7 separate regions of the Mus musculus genome follow, and all the other regions are linked to region 7. The links are chromatin contacts, called in public promoter capture Hi-C and targeted proximity ligation maps. All regions are on one chromosome and are shown on one strand. The core of a region is the stretch at or near the end of the contact, and the rest is flanking DNA. Distances in the headings are between cores, read along the strand shown. Region 1 holds the start of Pcgf5 (polycomb group ring finger 5). Region 2 holds the start of Fgfbp3 (fibroblast growth factor binding protein 3). Region 3 holds the start of Ankrd1 (ankyrin repeat domain 1 (cardiac muscle)). Region 4 overlaps Pcgf5 (polycomb group ring finger 5). Region 5 has its middle 9.5 kb from the start of Gm32027. Region 6 holds the start of Hectd2os (Hectd2, opposite strand). Region 7 holds the start of Kif20b (kinesin family member 20B).

Region 1 (2,700 bases), core at 123-2,622, 1.5 Mb after region 7:
TCTAATTTACCTGTTTAGTTATAAAAATGGCTAGTTTTAAAGGCATCCTGTTCTGCCCCGTGCATTTTAAATTTGAGGTATATCTCTGGACACCTGTGCACGCCTGGATTGTTGTTTTGTTCTTGAAGTCACCTCCGCAATCTGTCACTAGCCAGAGGTTCTGCCTGTCTGGAGGAGATAAAGCGAATGCTCTGCATTCTCTCCGAATTCTTCAGCCACCTTTGCTCTGGCTCGTACAAAAGAGATGCTGGAACTGCAGCCCTGATTCTCTTTCTGGTGTGCAAGATTGAAGGTTACTTTGCAGCTTGCGCTTTGGAGAATTCTCCTTTGATATTTGGTTAGTAAGTGATGGCTACCTTGCTTTGCCTAGGATCCTAGGGATCCTAGATTATAGTCTTCTAAGAAGTGAAGTACTGGGTCTAAGTTATGCTCAGTAGGAATTTATGAGTTTGGGGAAAGCAGTAGGAGAGGAGTATAGGTCACCTTTCAAGGAATCCTCCTTTTCTGTTAATGAATGGTGTCTCCGAAGTCTCAAAGTCCACTAGAAAGAGCACTGGGGTTTTTGTTTGTTTTGAACCTTGCAAACAGCAATAAATTTTTACCACTTTACCTGTATTTGTCAGTGATTCTGATTGCTAGACCTATCATACTGCTACAAGTTCAATGGTGATTTCTAAATAAGGTTCATTGCAAGCCAGTGTCTTCATGTCCAGTACGGCCTCGTGGGTCCAGTGTGGAGAACAATGCCTCCTATGAAACTGTTCTTCGATGTCTTAAGTTATATTTATTTATATGAATGTTTGTGAGTTTGTCCTCTGACCTATAGAGGTCAGAGAACAGCTTGCAGGGGTCGTTCTGTCCATTCTCTCCTTCCGTTGAATGCTGAGGACTGAGCAAGTCTCCTCAGGCATGGCTTCAAGTGCCTTTACCGGCTGAGCCATCTCACCGCCCCAAGGAGAAAATTCAGTGAGGTGACTCAGTGCTCAACGCTGACCATTGCTTTTGAACCGGCCAGGCAAAGCGTACTGGTCATTGTTAAGACTGAAAACAACCCTGAGAGGGATGGCGAGGATAAGAACGGAGATAAAATTCGGCCACAGCTACGTGTCACACAGGAGCAACAAGGGTGGGGGGCAGGGCACTCAGGGTGTCCCAGGCGCCTAGGAGGAGCACGAGCCGGCGGGCGTGGGCTGGGGGCGTGGCCGGCGGGAAGGGGCGTGGCCCACGAGGAAAGGGCGTGGGGACGGGGCGTGGTCGGCGAGAGAGGCGTGGCCTGCGGGCAGGCGGGCGGCTCTGGCGGTTGGAGGTGGGTGGAGCTGCCCTTGGAGGCGGCACCGGCCTGGCCCCGAGGCCCGCCGCGCCCTATCGCGCCAGAGCCGAGTGGCCCCGCGGAGCCCGCGCGCTCCCGCCTGCTGGGGGAGGGCGGACAGGGCGCGGGGGACCAGACAGGCCGCGGCGGGCGCTGTTTCTCTTTCGCTTTCCCGGGCTCGGAGGCGGGCGCGCCGGCGGGCTGAAGAGCGGCGGCGGCCGCTGGGTAGGTACCGCGCGGGGGCGGCCCGGCCGCGCGCCAAGTTTGCGCCGGCGGCCGCGGCGCCCCAGACACCTGCCGCGCCGGGCGCTGGAGCCGGAGCCGCTCGGGGGCGGGGCGGGCGCGCGGGGTTTCGGGGCAGCGCTCGGGGGCGGCGCGGCCGGCCCGCGGAGACTCGTCCTGTCCCGTGGTCCCCGCGCGAGTAGCCCCGGCTCCTGAGCCGAGCACCTGCCCGGCGGTGAAGGGCTCGAACCTCCGGGACCCGCGCCGGCTGACGCGGAAAAGTTGCCGCCGGCCGGCCGCGCGACACCGCAAGCGCTCGCTTCCTTTCCGTGTCGGGGTGACAGGGCTCTGGGCTTGGGATTGGGACTGCGTTTCCCACCGGTTTGCCTCGAGCGAGCGCTCACGTAAGTCCTGGGAGCAAGGGAAAGTCGAGAGAGGAGCGGGGACCCAGGCGAGGATATTAATGCTTTGCTGAAGGTCACGAAGGCCAGAACCCCGACATTGCAATTAATTAAATTACACTTTCTGTCATATCCTTGACACTATTTTCCCAAGGAGTAGACGCTCCGAGCTTATACCCTGAACGTTCACAGTGAGGGTGTGCTGCTGGAATGATGCCTTCTAGACTTTTCCAGTTATTTTATACTCGCCTATGTGTTAACAGCCAAGGTAGTGGAAAAGTTTCTGCCTAATGAGTGAGATTCGTGTAGGATGAACCTACTGAAATCAGCATCTTCATTGTTTTCTAAGGTCATCTTTCTTGTAGGGAATTTGCAAAACTTTTTAAATAACCTAACAAGCTAGTGATTAGTAAAATTCTAAGAAGAATTAATGACATTTCTTCAGTTTTCACTGTTCACTATTTCATTTAATCATCGCCTTTCTAGGTCGCTGGAGCTCTTATTTTTATCTTACAAATAAAGCAATGAAATAAATAGCTACTTGAGACTAACTGTGGCTGGTATCTGTTAGAACTTTCTCACTAATAGAGGAAAAAAAGAATGAATTTTGGTAGAGTGCTTGCCTAACATGCACTGTGCCTGAGTTTGATCCCTGTCACAGTGCAAACTGGGAGTGGTGGGTCACACCTGTATTACCGGCATGCTAAAGGAGGAGGAGGCAGGAGGATCAGAAATTGAAGGTCATCCCCTCTAAACCAGGAGTTGTAT
Region 2 (2,700 bases), core at 173-2,672, 2.0 Mb after region 7:
ATTTTCCCATACTTGATATAAATCTATTTGTTTCCACTTTTTCTTCTGCTCTTAAATCAGAGCTGAGATGCTTTAAAAAATAAAAATAAACATAAAATAAAAAACAAAAGCCCTCTCCAGCTGCTTCAGATTCTTCTTACCCTGACCCCTGACCCATTTTGGAATCCCGACTAGCCGACTAGCTTATTCTCCATCCCGGTTCCCTGTCCAAGGACATCTCCCGCCTCGGCTGCGCTACCCTCTGCTTCTCAGCACCTACCCCTAGTGCCCCTTGCCAGCCCGCAGCCTCAGCCATTCCAGAAGTTGACAAAGAAGTTGCAAAGGGAATGCCACTTCTCGGTGCAGTAGGTCTCAGTGAGCTCGGCATTCTGGTCCAGCCCATTGGGTTGGAATCCGGCCGCCGCAGGAGGCTCCGGAACTGGGTCTGAGCCCGCTTTCCTCCCGCCCGAGTTGGACTTCACTAGCAAGGGCTTCTTTTCCGGCTGGGAGCTTGGGGACCGCACCGACTGTCGCGACCGAGCCGGGCTCCGCGCCCTGGACCGGGGCGGCTCGCTGGGACGCGCGGGTAGGCTGGGGTGAGCGGGCGAGTGCAGGTCTGAGCCAGCCGTCTTGCGGGCGCACAGGCGTGGCGGCAGCGGCGCGGGGTCCAGGCAGGGCCGTGGTCTCCTGCGCAGCGCGCCCAGCAGCCGTCTCCAGTAGTGCGCGCGCCGGGCGCCGGTGGCCGCGCAGCGCTCCGGATGCCCGCGGTAGGCGCAATGCAGACTCGCCCCGCCCGGGGTCTGGCAGCGCAAGGCCAGCTCTCCGCCAGTCGGCGTCCCCGGGGCGGGTACCAAGAGCTGCCAGCTGCACGCGTGCTGCTCTGGACTCACGAAGCGACCGGAGGAGCCGACCGTGGGTCGGGAGGCCCGGGTCACTTCCCTGCCTGCTGCCCCCTTGTCCCTCCCGGCAGCCGAGAGGAGGCAGCCTCCCAGCAGCAACAGCAGCGTCAGCGGGGAGAGCGACGCCCGCGGCCTCGGAGGACTCATGCCCGCGTTGGCCATGCCACTCTGGGATTCCTGGGACCTCAGCGCAGGCAACAGGAGGCAAGGAGCATCCTAGGATCTGCGAATGAAGGCTACGGATGAGTCCCGCTCAGCCCTCTCCCTGGACACAGGAACCTGCCAACTCTCCTGACCGGACTTTCCCGAAACCAGTGTTCTCAGTTAGCAGGGAGAAGCCCCTTTAAAGAGCTGTCTGTCCTAAGGGAACAACTTAATGTTTAAGGAATCGTTTTTTAACATTCACTAAAATAGAAAAATGAAGTTTAATGATCACGCAACCACACACCCTCCACCCGTCACCAAACTGTCTACAAAATTATTTCAGATTAATCGGATACATGTACTTTTAGCTTACCGAATTCTAGAAGAGGTGGAAGGGCCCTATTGGAGTAGAGCGAATGACTGCATAAGGGATTAGTCTGTTTTAAACGGCTGTGAATGAACCTGTTATCAATGGGACAGAAGGGGCCTCCCCCTTCATGCCCCTCCCAGACTTCTCTCAGTAGGTTTCGGCCACTGCTAACACACACAGAAGATACACCCGCGTGCAGAAGCACGCGGAAGTGATAGAAGCAGCCATGTGACATGAAATATAAAATGCTGTATTTTGCTCTCACCGCTGAAAATAAGACAAATGTTAACAAAACTTTCTTTCCTTTTGAAACTTGTACATATTTATCTGGTCTATATATAGTTAAGAAAGATGAAATGAAACAATAATATTCAGAACCAGATGCTATTTGCAGGTTTTTTTTTGTTTTGTTTTGGTTTTTTTCGTTTTGCATTGCATGTATTTCTTCTGTGTGTGTGTACCCCAGAGATCCAACTCAGTTTGTAGGGCCCGGTGGGGTGACAAGTGCCTTTGCCTACTGAGTCATCTCAAAGGCCCCACTATTTTCAGTCTTTCTATTTATCATGTCACTCAGTTCTGTATTTTCATCAGTACATCCAAGTAGGGACATTTTGGTTTTTAACTATTTGGGATATGATAGATTAGTTCTAAATATTTTTTCAGAACTCAAAGGTCCTAAAAGGAATGATTTGCTTTGTGGTAGAAAAGTAATACAAATTCAAGTGGTGTAATGTTTAAGTAGTAATCTGTTCTTTGTATGCCTCTGTAGGAGGATAGAATTTGGGTTGGGTTAATTTTGCTGTTGTTTGTTTGTTTGTTTTTGGTTTTTCGAGACAGGGTTTCTTTGTGTAGCCCTGGCTGTCCTGGAACTCACTTTGTAGATCAGGCTGGCCTCGAACTCAGAAATCCGCCTGCCTCTGCCTCCCGAGTGCTGGGATTAAAAGCAAGCGCCACCACCGCCACCCACCTGCAAATTTTTTTTGTTTTGTTTTTTTTTTAAGGTTTATTTATTATTATATATAAGTACACTGTAGCTGTCTTCAGATGTGCCAGAAGAGGGCATCAGGTCTCATTATGGGTGGTTGTGAGCCACCATGTGGTTGCTGGGATTTGAACTCAGAACCATCAGAAGAGAGTTCTTACTCGCTGAGCCATCTCGCCAGCCCAAGGTTTATATATATATATATATAACATTTATAAAATAAAAAGAGAATTTTACATTTGTTTATTGTTTACTTGGTGTGTGTGCTCAAATGCTACAGTATACGTGAGGAAGTCAGAAGACAAGTTTCAGGAGTCTACTATCTC
Region 3 (2,700 bases), core at 40-2,539, 1.2 Mb after region 7:
ATCTAAGTCATATTTACTTCCTTTGCTTGTAGAACTAGTCCTTGACTAATTGGTTAGAGGCACGACATAGTCTCTCAGTAATCATTTTGTAATTAGTACCATAAAGCCCAGATTTCTATAGAATTTGTTTTCTCATTCTCAAAAACTAACATATGTTTTAACCAAGGGTAGAAAATACAGATAAATTCACAAATACTGATGCCATTCTCCTTCACGAGTCTCTGAAACGGAGATTACTGCTGCACTTCTAAATTTGTGTTAGTAATCTACAAAAATTCAATAAATAAATTTCAATAAACATGGCAAGCTTATTCTATGACCCGTGGGCCACAACTCAATGTTATCAAAAAGAACAAATCGCCTTGGCTCAAATTGAGTAGGCAGTGTGTGATGTTGGAGCTTTTCTGGTTATCATTATCTGTCTGTCCTTTGATCAAAACGTGGTCATAGCACATTCAATCATTGATTCAACCCTCCACACAGGAGGAATCCAAAAGTAATTCCCCCAGTCATTTCCATGTGCACTGCTTCTTTGCATCATGCGCTTCATATCTGGTGAAAAGACATCTTTAGAGCAGTTTTTATTTGTTTTCCTCCTCTCTTCCCCTCTTCCTCAGGGACCTCCGTACCCCACTCCCACTAGGATTTTGTGGGAGGTCCTCACCTCTGCCTCTCGCAGTTTCTCGCTTTTCCGTTGTTCCTCCCCCTGCTTCACGCTGTTGGCCGGAAGTGTCTTCAGGTCCTCTTGCTTCTCCAAAGCAACAGCAGCTTCATATTCTCCATTTCTGAACTCCCCAGGAAGGAATTCCCCTGCGGCCCCATTGCTGTTCTTTTTGCCTGTTACCTGTATGTGAAGAAGATGTTGAAGTCAGAAGCAAAGCTACCCATCTTGGGGTAACTGTCCACAAACAATGCCACAGGAGGTCCTTCCTCTCCATCCAGCGACAGCCACCTTCAGGCGGTGCACTGTCTGGAGCATAGCTCCAGGTATCCCAGGTGCCTGCCTTCCTCTCACAATTAAGATGAGCATCAGGTTAGCACATGAAAATTCACTTTTAACCCACTCAACCCACTCAACCACCTTCTCTTAGGAAGTCACTAACGCCAACCCCACATTATTCCTGAGAAAGAAAAACCATCTGTATTTTCAAATAAAAGCCAAGATTAAAAAAAAAAAAAAAAAAAAGATGTTTTACATACCAGCTCCTCTACTCTCAGTACCATCATGTTGGCAGCCGTGAGTCTATGTTTTTCTCTCTTGTGGATGAACCCCTGGAACTGGCCCTGTGGAGCCCCTCCACACCAGCCCGTTATATAGCTAGGGCTGGGTGAGATAATCTTCCAGCCTGGGAAGCCAAGTCACACCCCTGCCCCCACCAGTGGCCAATTCAGAGGCAGGTGAATTTTCATTCCAGACTTAGTGTCTGGGAAGCCCAAGAGGGAGATGACAAGCTGGCCGCGGCGTATGCGAATCAGGAAGAAATGTGAGAGGGTCATTCCTTTGGCAGTGACCACACCGCTCAGCAATGCGAGTCATCCCACGTATCGGGAAGCCAGGGGACAGCTGCCTGTTAATATTGCACCACATCGCTGCTCTTTTTCCTTCTTTGTCAGCTCTCATATGACTAACGTATCAAGAAAATGCAAGCACTGTGCATCACACTTACAGCCATATCTTTCTGATAACTGGACTTATCAGCACTCCAGTTGGCTGGGAAGTGTTGCTTTGGGACATCCTATTTCTGGGGATAATCAGCCCGAGGGGAAGGAGATGGGTCTGGGTGCCACTTGTCTCTATCTGTTTGGAATTCTCTGGAGTGATGTCTGCAGCTAAAATGGCCCTGTGACATGCCATCGTACCAGCATTAGGAGAAATTGAAAGCATTCAGTAATGCACTTTGACTCTATGGTGTCACTGGCCATAATTAGTGCACCACAGGCTCACCGTGTTCTAAATCTGAAGGCTAATCAGAGGATCTACCCCAAAACGGGCCGAAGTGATGCACAGAGAGATGTGAGTCCAGTTCTTAGCAGAAGCACAACTTGGATGCTGTCAGTAAAGTTTCCCAATGCTGTGGGAAAAGCTTAAGAGAGCCCGAGAAAAATGTGCGTCTGAGGCTGGAGACTCATGGGCTAATGATAGAGCATCTGCCTAGATACACGGGGCTCTCGTGTTCTATTCCTAACACGGAAACAAAAAGGCCCCAAGCTTTGCTGTTGAGAGAGGCAAAAATACTTGTTTCTGGCTTGTCATCGCTAAGATATTAAAATGTGAAAAATATAAATATTTAGATCTTTTTATAGTTCGAGGAAAGATTCTATCGTAAGAGCCACATAAAATACTTTTTTTATTTTTTATGAAAGAGGAGAGTGAAGGGGGTGTCAGTAGAAGAGGGAAGTGTTAATTAGGGTGTTGTGTATGTTTGTTATGCTGGCCATCATATATCTGTCTCTCCTCACTCACCCTTCCATGAACATGGGGTAAGAACCCCCACCCCACTTCAGCTGTTCAACCAGCAAATTGTGTTTCTAGAATCTTCAGTACAAGACATTGCCCTGAAAACCAACACACTAATACCTTGTCCTTCGTGGGTTCCCCTCTCCTAGTGTTCTCTCTGTCCTATCTGTCCTGAGACGCTATCAATGGATAACTGTTGGTCTTCTCGTTTTCATGGTTAACACTATTTTCTTTGACCTCTT
Region 4 (2,700 bases), core at 130-2,629, 1.5 Mb after region 7:
GTACCAGGTAAGAGGCACTCATGACGGGACATATGGCCATCACAGTGCCCTGTGCTGACCACTCCCATCCCAAACTCAAGTTCTGACCTGTCACTTTGTAAAAAACAGTTTTTAAAGTCTTTTCACACTTAAATAACAAAAGTTTCTAGCCAGGTGTGGTGGCGCACACCTTTAATCCCAGCACTCGGGAGGCAGAGGCAGGCGGATTTCTGAGTTCGAGGCCAGCCTGGTCTACAGAGTGAGTTCCAGGACAGCCAGGGCTACACAGAGAAACCCTGTCTCAAAAAAACAAAAAACGTTTCCCACTATTTTAGTTCTCCTGAGTTAACCATTTTACTGAACTAAAAATAAAAGTATGTCTTAACAACTATTATTTTTATGAATCCTGAATTTTTCATCTTACTCATCTTAGCCCTCGAGACATTGCTAATCTTTAGCCCTTGAGATGAAATGTCAAATTGAGTGACTCTAAATAGGAGATATGGCTAGCTCTGATTGTGAGCTGTCAGCTGTACCCAGCCAGCCTCAACTGCTGCTCTGGGACATAGGAGTGGCCGTGAGATCACTTAGTAACACAGGGAGCTTCGACTTGTGTCTAAGGAAAGCTTATCTAATAAAAACACATTTTAGAAATTTGGAAAATAGACTGGAGAGATGACTCAGCATAAAAACTACTCTTCCTCTTGGAGAGGACCCAATTTTGATTCCCAGAACCCAGACCAGGTAACTCCTGACTGCTGTAACTCCAGTTCCAAGGCATTTGATACCTCTGGGCTCCTCATGTGGGCATGCCCACACATGTTTAAATATAAAGAGTGATGCAGTTTAGTGAAGCATGACCATGTTACTATGTGCACAGATAATGTGCCCAGTCTTAACCTCATAGATGAGTCATAGGATTTTAAGAAAGTAATCTTTTCCCCAATAATTAAAATTATCCATCTAGTTTCTAGTTAGTAACTAATAAACTTCCAGTTTCCAGGTTGAGACAAAATTAGTTTACATTATGTCTTAAAAGAATACTATAAATTCACTAAGCAAATGTTCTGAGGAGCAGTGTATCTGGACTTTTGCTTAGTCTTTTGATTACTGCCGTGTATGGGGGTCTCAATTCATTATTAAGATGTGAGCTTTGTGATACATACTGTTTAAGTCCTGCCTCTTTGGAAATGGAGTGTCCTAGCATACATCTAGACGGGCAATGGAAAGCCGAAAGCCACTCAGGAAGGAAGGTGCTCTCCTTTCAGTGTGCAGAGGAGGGGGAGCCTGAGCCCATGGTTCAGTTGACTGAGTGATAAATTACAGTGGTAACCTCGTGCCTGGCTGTCACCCAGCACACGGGGGCTGGCACTTTCTGTCTTCCTGTTGATGTGTGTTTCCTGAGAGGTGAAGCTGCTCCTTAGCTCTGACCCTGAGTGCTGAAGGACACGGGACTAAGATGAGTCTGCAACTGTACCCTCATTCCCTTTCATTCTACCAGCCTTCATTGTGGGTAACAATATTGTGAGAAAGTTAACAGTTAAGTCCTCCCAAAGGGAGCATCACGGTGTCAGTAAACCCAGACAGCTGGCCCTGCAGGCTGCAGAGTGGTGCAGGCAGTAAGAGTGCGTGTTCTTAGAAACTGCCTTGTGACAAGACAAGTGTTCTCACTTTTCTCCTCACATATTGACGGTTTATTTCCCTGGCCTCCTAGAAGGCTGAATGCTTTTGACTCCTTGCTGTCTGACTCCTCAGTGGACTTGTTCCTCCAAAGCAGAACCCAGGAGGTTGCTATCTGCCAGAAGCCTAGGCCAGCCAGATACCACCATTTGCTGTTTCAGGTTTGCCTGCCTGTTGTGATAACCAGCTCTTAGGTATTTCCTTTCCCGGAGGCTTTCCATTTAACATGGAATCCTTCTCCCCAAGAAGGCTTCTTCCTTGTTTTAGAGGAAGGTACTGCCTTTTTGGACTTAGGGATGTCATGGGACCTCAGTAATGAGGACCCCTAATTTATAAAGTACCAGAAATGTGGGGAAGAAAGCAGTTTGAGCAGTATGTAGCCTGCTCACATGGGCTCTTTTTCAGGTTTGATGTAAGCATAGGCTTGCATATTCCCAAGGTACATACTTTGACTTAACTGTGGGATAGCTCAGCACTAATGGGCAGGTAAAGTCACAACTGTGGGTTTTTTGGTTTTGTTTTGGTTTTGGGATTTTCTATCCTTTTACTCCAATACTTCCCCTGTCACTTTGCCTGGAAGTGCTTCCAGCCTTTAACAAGGAGCAGAGAAGAATTGGAGCCAGACTTTAGTGAACTCAGCTCAGAGTTGTAAGGACCAGCACACTGGTGGCCATTTTCTGCACAAGCAAATGGAATTGCTTTTTTCAGCATCCAAATTGTTATAGGTTGCTCCTGATAGAGGTAGCCACAGTCCTGGAGTACCATAGGGTGATGTTCCTTCTGCATGCATCTGCAGGGCCTGTGAGATCTGGTGTAAAAAGAGACATGACGTGTGGAGACGGGACTTAGTGTGTGAGGCATAGGGTCATTGGAGATTCTTCAGACTCGGGGGAGACTGAATTGGATGCCTCTCTCATCCCAGCACACTTCTAATAGACCCCTTCAGCCACGGAGGGAGTGCCCCAAGGTTGGACAGGCACAGAACCCTTGGACAGAGGCTGCAAGTTGTGGCTTATTTTCCTGTTCCCTAAACCGATCCCT
Region 5 (2,700 bases), core at 131-2,630, 1.4 Mb after region 7:
ACCATCACACCTGGTTAGATTTGCATTGCAGACAAGGAAGAAAAGTTTAATGGGTTTTGTTCTGTTTTTCTTTTTATCTTTAATCTCAAATATTGTATGGTATACTTCTACTTAAAAAGCCATTATTTATCTGCAGAATCAATTTAACTTAGCCCCTGAATTTTATTTATTTATTTATTTAAGTTTTTCGAAACAGGGTTTCTCTGTATAGCCCTGGCTGTCCTGGAACTCACTCTGTCGACCAGACTGGCCTTGAACTCAGAAATCTGCCTGCCTCTGCCTCCCAACTGCTGGGATTAAAGGCATGCACCACCACTGCCCCACTTAGCCCCTGCATATTATTAGGCTTACTCTCTAGGTCTAACCAAGAAGGAAGTTCTTCGAAGGTTTCATCTGCTTTACACTCTGCTAGTGGGTGGTCTTTGCTTTGGAACTCTTGGGGCTGACCGACTTTGGGATACTTCTAAGGTTGATGGCTCTGTCTGAAAACTCCTGTCCTCTTCTCTTTTACTGTATACTCTTTCCCTCATCTTTATCACATCCCCCAAAGTCTTTTGTGTTTCTAACTCAAAACTTCCCCTTTTGTGTTTCATCTCAGCACCTGCTGTCTAGAAAACTTAGAGTAGTAGTTGGTACCAAAAATAATCCAAGAAAGCAGGTGATAAGAAAAACGATAGACAAGTGAGTTTTTTCACCACTCAGGTGTTCTGAGGCCCTCTTCCTTGGTGGTAAGGTAGACATAGACATCCCTTAGCATGAGTTGCAGACTCACTGGTTAGAAGTCCATCATTGATGGTCTGGCATGGTGCATAGAAAAGGATACACTGATTGAAGCATTTGAAATGTAGAAAAGACATAACTATAAAAATAATAGCACTTAATGATTACTGCCAACTATATTGATGCCCTGTCGGAGGAAAAGAAAAAAACTAAGAAAATTTGTAATTGGTAATTAAGAAAATATGAAAACTGTCTCTACAATAATACTTGTGGGTGAAGAAAAGTCACTGGATTTAACAGTTATTAAACCTTAAAGACAACTGAATATTTAAACTCAAAGCAGGGACATTAATCAAATAAAGGGGTCTAGTTTGCAAACTCTGGCAAAATCTGCAAACTCTGACACATGGAATTCGAAGATTTGGATGGATGTTCCCTGATCTCTGAACCCTCTGAGTCTTCAGAGGTAGCCCACCCTTCCATGTGAAGAGTTAGCGCCATCCCCAGGAAGTCATCACAGGGGTCTTTTCTCCAAAAGACAACAGATGGTTCCTTTCTCTTCTCCTGGATGTCAGATCTACAATCGGGGCTGAGTCAGCATAGTCTGGCCAGGAATCTGCTCAGCCAGATAAAGGAAGTGAGCTTAACCAAAAGGAACCACAGGGCACCATGCAGGGTGTGCAAGCGGGGACCAAGGAGCCTGATTATGAGGACCAGGATGTGTGTCTGGATAAGAGAGGGGTTTGTTTGTTTGCTTAGTTTGGTTTGGTTTGGTGCTTTTTACTTAGGGTCACTCTATTGAGAAACAGGATTTGACAACCCAGGAAATAATGTGAATTTGCTGCCATGGTAACTCCTAGAAGCCTGGAGAAAGGAATGGCTCCCACTGAGAGACTGAATCGCCTGATTGCCACGGAAGACAGAGAAGAAGAAATTAAAGATTTGGGGATGTGTGCTTACAGAAATGGGTGTTTGCTGTGAGGCCAAAGGATATACTATTTACAAGGCTACTGAAAAGGCGCTGGTGAAATAGTCACAGCTAGCATCACTAAATGGCTCAGTGGTACTTCCAAGGACCATACCTAACGATATATAAGTCTACTACAGAATTTAGCTCACTGATAGCAATGGAGATATTAAGCTCCACCAACTGAGGCTAGGTATGATACTCCATTGTCAAAAGAAAGGAAGTAAGAAGTACCATGACAAACAAGAACATAGTGCAGCCAAGACAGCCAAGATCTGAGATAAGTGCAAAAACAGAGTAGAGCTCAGAACTCCTAGAAACAGATCCCCAGTCAACAAGAATGAGTGAGAGGCCGAGGAAAGTCATTGCCAGAAAATATCAAGACAGCCTTGCCAATTTGCAGAACACAAACCACTTTTAGATTCCAATTTCTATTGGTTGAAGAAGACCACAAGGCAAAAGATCCTACAATATCACAGCAGCCAATATTATATGGACTCCTAAATTCCTGCCTCAGGGACCTTTGGACAGTTACTTAAAAGATAAGTATCTAGACTTTCCAACAGCTATGTCTTAGACACAGGATCTGAATTTTAATTGACACATAAAGACCTGAAAGTGTAGGTGGGCCTAGTGGTACGGGCCTATAATCCCAGCTAATGAAGAGGATGAGGCAGGAAGAGTGGAAGCTCAGGAGCTACCTGGCTACAGAGATAGTTTAAGACTAGCCCAGGAGCCACTCAGCTACAGAGACAGTTTAAGGCTAGGCCAAGCAACTTTGTAAGACTCTATCTCAAAATAAAACAACAAAAAAAAGGTGGGAAATATAGCTCAATGGTAGAATATGTCTATGACTACTATACAAATGACCCAAGGTTCATTTCCCCCAACAGTACAAAAAAAATGAACAAATAAAAGGAAAGGAAGGAGGGACGGAGGGGGCAGGGAGGGAGGGGGGACAGAGTGAAGGAGGAAGATAATCAGGCTAATGTTTTCATAATACAGCAGATAGG
Region 6 (2,700 bases), core at 120-2,619, 1.8 Mb after region 7:
GGACTGGGACGAGTGTGTGGAAAATGTGAGGCGCTTTTCCTTCTTGGGAAGAAAGCCAAAAATGGAGTTCTCTGGAATTCTATAAATTATGCGCCCAGAGAAGATTGAAGTTTACAAAGGAAAAAGGAAGAAACTCCCCCACTATTTGCTTAGTGAGCTGGGTCAGCCCAACTAGTGCCAAAACCCACGTACTTGGCCCATGTTGCTATGTTTGCAAAACAGGCCCATGTTCCAAGAGAGACCAGAGGCCTATACACAGCCAGCCAGATCTCTCTTCAGGCTGCTCTCTGGCCTACTTCAAAGTCCCTTGGATCCCCAAAGTCTGTAGCTTTGTTTCTTGGGCCTGGAAGGCTGAAGCTCAGAGAGGTGGAGCACAGGAGATCTTTCTGCACATTGGCTAGGCTTCACTCTTCCCTGTTCTTCCAAGTTCCCCAGCCTCCCTCCTCCACTTCCTCCTCCTCCCCCTCATCTCTTCCCTCCCTCCTCCTCTGCCTCCTCCTCCACTGTATAAACTCCAAGAGTCAGGATGGCTGATCAGCCTATATCACCTCGAAGAAACCTTCCCTGGTCCTGAGATAGGGTCAGTGCTCTTTCCCAAGGGCCCCACAACACCTTGTCTGTGTCACATGGTATTACTAATCTGGCCATAGTTAGTCTTCCATAGTCATCTCAAAAGCAGAGACTCTCTTGCTGTGGCATCCTCAAGTCACTCTCTCAGTAAAAGAGTCAGTAAGTACCCTTTCTGGCCTCCTATGAGCCACCCTGGGACCTGTTCCCAATTCAGATAGAGAATTTCTCCCAGAAAGAGAAAGGCATACTGGCAGTTGTGCTGTGTTATGTTGTGTTGTGTTATTCTGTTGGGTTGTGCTCCGCCCTGTCTGTCTAGCCCAGTCTCCCATATATCTCAGCCACATGGAAGCAAACTCCAAGCTTTTTCTCACTAGCCTGTCCACTGCTTTTCTCACCATCTCCTTGGTGCCCCCAACCTCTCACCCTTCCTAGGCAACCTTTGAAGAAACAGTCCAACTTCTTCCACACAGAAACCGACCTAACCCTCCCACCCATTCCTCCCCTCCCACTGAGTAGAAACCTGTTGTCACAGACCCATGAACCCCTTTGCCATGCTTACCTCTGACCTCCTCACACTGACTCCGAAGGTCAACCCCAGATCTCAGCTACAGGAGCAGCCCCTGCCTTCATCATCCCCACCCCTAGTCCCTAATGCAGTGCTTGGCACGCTATCACAGCTGTCAGGAAGAGCTTGCTGAGTTAATTCATTCACTAGCACGCAGAAGATAATAATAGCATTCGATGTCACCGGCAGAGTGAGTGCAAAGATTCCAGCAGAAGCTATGCACAAAGAGGAAGAGACCATAGCTGTAGGCTGCAGTGACTTGTGAGGGGGAGGAGAGAGAGATGTAATGGAGGGACAAGATAATTAGCAACAAGACAGAAGGATGGAGGACAGCCTAGGGCAGCAGGGGAAATGAGAAAAAATACAATCTATATCCATATATTCTACCCTGGAAAGGGATAGGAGAGGGACCCTGAAAGAGTTAGTGGGTTAGTGGGAAAGAAAAAGTGTGGATTTGATCAAAATAAAGTCCATTGATACATGATGGAAAAATAACACTAAAACAAAAACTTGGGAAAACCCAACCATGCCTTTAAATCAAGTCAGATCCAGGTCTATTCTGGCTTAAAATGCCAGTGTCATCTCAGTGTTTATGAAAATCCTGGAACATTTTATCCAACCCTGTGAGGCCCATGCATGCATCCCAGCTCTCAAACTCTGGAAAAGGGGAAACTGAGTCCCACGGTAACTTTTATAGGAACGTTATTTTTTTAATAAGCAGATTTATGTACTATTTTTGCTACAAACTTACCTGCCTTTGGTTTGAAATCCTTAGTACACCTTTCCAGAGCTGCTTTCTCATGCAAACAAAGCCCCAGGGGCCTCTGTTGTATAACACAGGCGAGGCTTTTGTTTGTTTGCGTTTCCCCCACAGTGACCCATTTTTAAACTGCCCTATTTAATGCTGTAGGAACCTATTCTGGGATTGTTTATCTTCTAAATTGTTATGGAACCTTAATGTTATACTCTTCAAATGAGATCCACTGAGAACCAGGAGAAGAAGGGGGACTTGTTTTTCCTTTTGCTAGCTGCTGTGGCCCAGCTTCAGGCCCATCCCTGGGCCACGGGTCATCTGGAAACATTTCTGCCTACACAGAACATATGGTCTGAGAAAAGAAGGGGGGTGTACTCAATAGCAGGTAATTATTTTGAGCCAGGCACTGCCCTGATTACTGAATCTTACTTTCTCCCAAGATCATAAGCAGTAAATATTGTTACTTTCACCTTATAATCAAGAAAACTGTGGCTGAGAGACCAAGGGCTCACCCAGGTCTAGCCACAGGTCAGAATAGGAACCATCCCCCCCACTGTGCTGTACAAAAAAATGGGAGGAGCCACACAGTAAAGGGAAACCACTTCTGATTGCCAGGAGAGAGGTGACCTCAGTTCCCTAACACATCCCTTGCTTCCACTGGGCATGGCGGTTGTAACCGATGTGGTCCAAGCATTTTCCTACAATCCTATTCCCTATAACAACCCGCGGGGAGGTGATTCAAGTCCACCTTGCAGTGAGGGGTCTTTAGAAATGCCCAGAGAGAGTAATTAATCCATGCTGGGTCCCATAG
Region 7 (2,700 bases), core at 162-2,661:
TATTTTGTTTGGGGGAGAAGTGTGTGTGTGTATGAAAGAAGTCAGAGGCAGGGTAGTGGTAGGAGATATAAATTCTGTATCAAGATCGAAAAACACTAAGGTTGTCAAGCTAGTGTTCCAAAAATCCTTCTAATTAAGTGCAATAGCTGAAAATATGATCACAGAAAAGCTAAGGTAACAAAACTTCTTCAACTGATTTTAAATCCCGGTTCCATTTACTTTTCTTCCCCCCCCCCCCCCGAGACAGGGTTTCTCTGTGTAGTCCTGACTGTCCTGGAACTCACTCTGTAGACCAGGCTGGCCTCGAACTCAGAAATCCGCCTGCCACTGCCTCCCAAGTGCTGGGATTAAAGGCATGTGCCACTATCCGGCTTTTTTGTTTTTTAAAAGATTTATATGAGTACACTGTTGCTGTCCTCAGACACACCAGAAGAGGGCGTTGGATCACTTTACAGATGGTTGTTAACCACCATGTGGTTTGCTGGGAATTGAACTCAGGACCTCTGGAAGAGGTCAGTGTTCTTAACCACTAAGCCATCTCTCCAACCCTCCATTTACGTTTGTGCCCATTACTTATTTAGAATGTATTAAATGGGACGGTAGCAATACCTACTTTAAAGGGTTCTTAGCACCAGTCAGACAATCCATTTTATAAAGGTAGTGCCAGCGGAAGCATAAGGTAAATGCTCAATTTACGTTAGCATTATTTTTATTCAAAGTGAAAGTCTAGCCTCAATAGTAAATTCTCGTCATATGAATGTATTAGTAAATTAGCCCTGCACTCAGAGGGTTACTTTAGGGAAGCGGAGAAGGACACATGGGCACTTACATTTTGGGGCACTGCACAGTGCCTCTCAGCGGTAGCTGATTTATGCTTTCAGAAACATCAAAAAGGGGGTATAAAAAGATGAAGGATATGCTCCTAAAATGTATTTTGAGGAAAACGTGTTTCATCCAAGAGGGCCGTCATCGACAAGAAGAATCACTTAAAGAGGGGAGTTAACTTGGTCCCAGGTCGCAAGTCCTTTCTGCCCCGGGGAATGACAGGACTCTGAGGTGTAATAGGAGGAATAGTTTGCCATTCCTCCGCTCCTGGGGGCATCGCGGGAGGCAGTGCGGAGACAGCGGCCTCAGCAAGGCTCGTCATCATGCGGGTCTAGGACGGAACCTGAGACCTGAGTACCGAACAGGTATCGTTAGGGTCAAACCTAATATGGCCCCGAGAAACTCCCAGCTAGGTAGCCCACGAGCGTTGCTACTGCCCCATCGGTCGCCCGGAGCACCGAGTCCCGCCCCCCAGACTTGAAAGCCTTTTCCGGAGGCGGGGGCGAAACTCGGCCGCGAGCGGGTCCAGCCCCCAGGGCTCGCCGGAAGCCCCGCCCACTCCCAGGGTTCAGCGCGGCGCCGAGCCGCCATTGTTTGAATTTGAAAACCGGGAGGAAGTGGAATTCTGCAGGTGGGGAGGCGTGCAGGGACCAGCGATTGCAGTAAGTGAGGAGCTGACGATTTTGGGGGCTCCGAGGGTGGCTGCTTGCACAGAGGGCACGAAGCTGCGACGCCTCGGCCGTGTCAGCGTTGTCGGGGCTCGTGATGCCCGTAGTCTAGGTGCGGGGCTGCTGAAGGTGGGGCTGAGCTTCAGGGAGTTAAGCGAGTTAAGCCTTGAGGCGGAAGACTTCGGTCTGTCTAGGCCTCGGTTTCCTGGTCCGGTAAAGGAGGTACACTTTAGATTCACAGACACTAGTTTTATTAGACACAAAAAGATTTGCCACGTCTGGTTGCCTGAATTCGGGAGGTGAGCAGTTGTTTTGTCACGTGACAAGATCTCTTTCTAGGTTGAGTCCAGTGGGGGCTTTTTTTAAAAAAAAATGTCACATTACTTTGTGGCTAGAAAAGAAGCATATTTGGGTTTTATGTGTATATAAAGGAAATTGAAGTGAGTCAGTTTTAGTCCAGTACTACTTCCGTTGGTCTGTATTTTGAGCCTGTCGTGAAGAGTAAACAAATTTAGATGATTGTCTTTCTACTTAAATAGGGAATCCCGGTGCTAGGTGCTTTAGACTGTTAAATCTGTTTCTTTGAAAAATTAGGAGAGAGGCGACCTTTTCTCTCTGGTATTGTGCATCTGGTAGATGCTTGCTTTCTTTCTTTCTTTTTATTTTTCGAGACAGGGTTTCTCTGTGTAGCCCTGGCTGTCCAGGAACTCACTCTGTAGACCAGGCTGGCCTCGAACTCTGAAATCCGCCTGCCTCTGCCTCTCAAATGCTAGGATTAAAGGCGTGAGCCACTACTGCCCGGCGTGATAGATTCTTAGAAAAAAATTTTTTTAAAGATTTATTTATTTATTATATGTGTGTACACTGTAGCTGTCTTCAAATACTCCAGAAGAGGGCATCAGATTTTTGTGACAGATGGTTGTGAGCCACCATGTGGTTGCTGGGATTTGAACTCAGGACCTTTGGAGGAGCAGTCGGTGCTCTCAACCGCTGAGCCATCTCACCAGCCCCCTTAGAAAATTTTAAATGTTAATTTTTTGGGGGGTGGAGGGTTAGGTTTATCCTATAGGGATTTGATGTGCAATTCAGATTTAATAGTTCAGTGATGGCATTATTCCATATTCACATTCAACCTTGTGATGTGTCAGTTAGTGATTTTCATTGTCGTCATCATCATTATTATTGGAGATTCTGGCTGTGGTACCTC

Evidence for each region. Promoter capture Hi-C pulls out the DNA fragments that hold promoters and counts their contacts.
Region 1: a contact with region 7 is called in a promoter capture Hi-C map of liver, with 6 times the contacts expected there. A contact is called at or near these places in 9 of 39 promoter capture datasets (the 3T3-L1 cell line, the C10 cell line, the SN4741 cell line and 4 more), 2 of 130 datasets of targeted methods (astrocytes and extraembryonic endoderm stem cells) and 3 of 9 other capture datasets (embryonic stem cells, liver and macrophages).
Region 2: a targeted proximity ligation map of astrocytes shows a contact between it and region 7, with 5 times the contacts expected there. A contact is called at or near these places in 4 of 39 promoter capture datasets (the HPC-7 cell line, cranial neural crest, embryonic stem cells and 1 more) and 3 of 130 datasets of targeted methods (astrocytes, large pre-B cells and stem cell-derived neural progenitor cells).
Region 3: a contact with region 7 is called in a promoter capture Hi-C map of the SN4741 cell line, with 8 times the contacts expected there. A contact is called at or near these places in 12 of 39 promoter capture datasets (the 3T3-L1 cell line, 3T3-L1-derived adipocytes, the C10 cell line and 9 more), 5 of 130 datasets of targeted methods (the NIH/3T3 cell line, large pre-B cells, pro-B cells and 2 more) and 1 of 9 other capture datasets (embryonic tail).
Region 4: a promoter capture Hi-C map of the HPC-7 cell line shows a contact between it and region 7, with 7 times the contacts expected there. A contact is called at or near these places in 13 of 39 promoter capture datasets (the 3T3-L1 cell line, 3T3-L1-derived adipocytes, the C10 cell line and 9 more) and 1 of 130 datasets of targeted methods (astrocytes).
Region 5: a contact with region 7 is called in a targeted proximity ligation map of large pre-B cells, with 4 times the contacts expected there. A contact is called at or near these places in 3 of 39 promoter capture datasets (the 3T3-L1 cell line, hippocampal neurons and liver) and 1 of 130 datasets of targeted methods (large pre-B cells).
Region 6: a promoter capture Hi-C map of hippocampal neurons shows a contact between it and region 7, with 6 times the contacts expected there. A contact is called at or near these places in 1 of 39 promoter capture datasets (hippocampal neurons) and 1 of 130 datasets of targeted methods (large pre-B cells).

What each region holds. Positions count from the first base shown.
Region 1 is chr19:36,408,376-36,411,075 of GRCm38.p6, forward strand. It overlaps Pcgf5 (polycomb group ring finger 5), which reads left to right and starts at 1,373. Exons shown (of 10, transcript NM_001368691.1): 1 at 1,373-1,534.
Region 2 is chr19:36,918,177-36,920,876 of GRCm38.p6, forward strand. Fgfbp3 (fibroblast growth factor binding protein 3) reads right to left here and starts at 1,423. Exons shown (of 2, transcript NM_028263.1): 1 at 1,396-1,423; 2 at 1-1,101. The coding sequence starts at 1,040. The coding sequence ends at 288.
Region 3 is chr19:36,118,555-36,121,254 of GRCm38.p6, forward strand. It overlaps Ankrd1 (ankyrin repeat domain 1 (cardiac muscle)), which reads right to left and starts at 1,290. Exons shown (of 9, transcript NM_013468.3): 1 at 1,201-1,290; 2 at 665-844. The coding sequence starts at 1,227.
Region 4 is chr19:36,450,617-36,453,316 of GRCm38.p6, forward strand. It overlaps Pcgf5 (polycomb group ring finger 5), which reads left to right. Exons shown (of 10, transcript NM_001368691.1): 9 at 1-7. Among named protein-coding and RNA genes, the nearest start is that of Pcgf5, 42 kb to the left of the region's middle.
Region 5 is chr19:36,272,306-36,275,005 of GRCm38.p6, forward strand. No RefSeq gene overlaps it. Among named protein-coding and RNA genes, the nearest start is that of Gm32027, 9.5 kb to the left of the region's middle.
Region 6 is chr19:36,688,110-36,690,809 of GRCm38.p6, forward strand. It overlaps Hectd2os (Hectd2, opposite strand), which reads right to left and starts at 1,370. Exons shown (of 5, transcript NR_033510.1): 1 at 1,130-1,370.
Region 7 is chr19:34,920,947-34,923,646 of GRCm38.p6, forward strand. It overlaps Kif20b (kinesin family member 20B), which reads left to right and starts at 1,412. Exons shown (of 32, transcript NM_001362434.1): 1 at 1,412-1,487.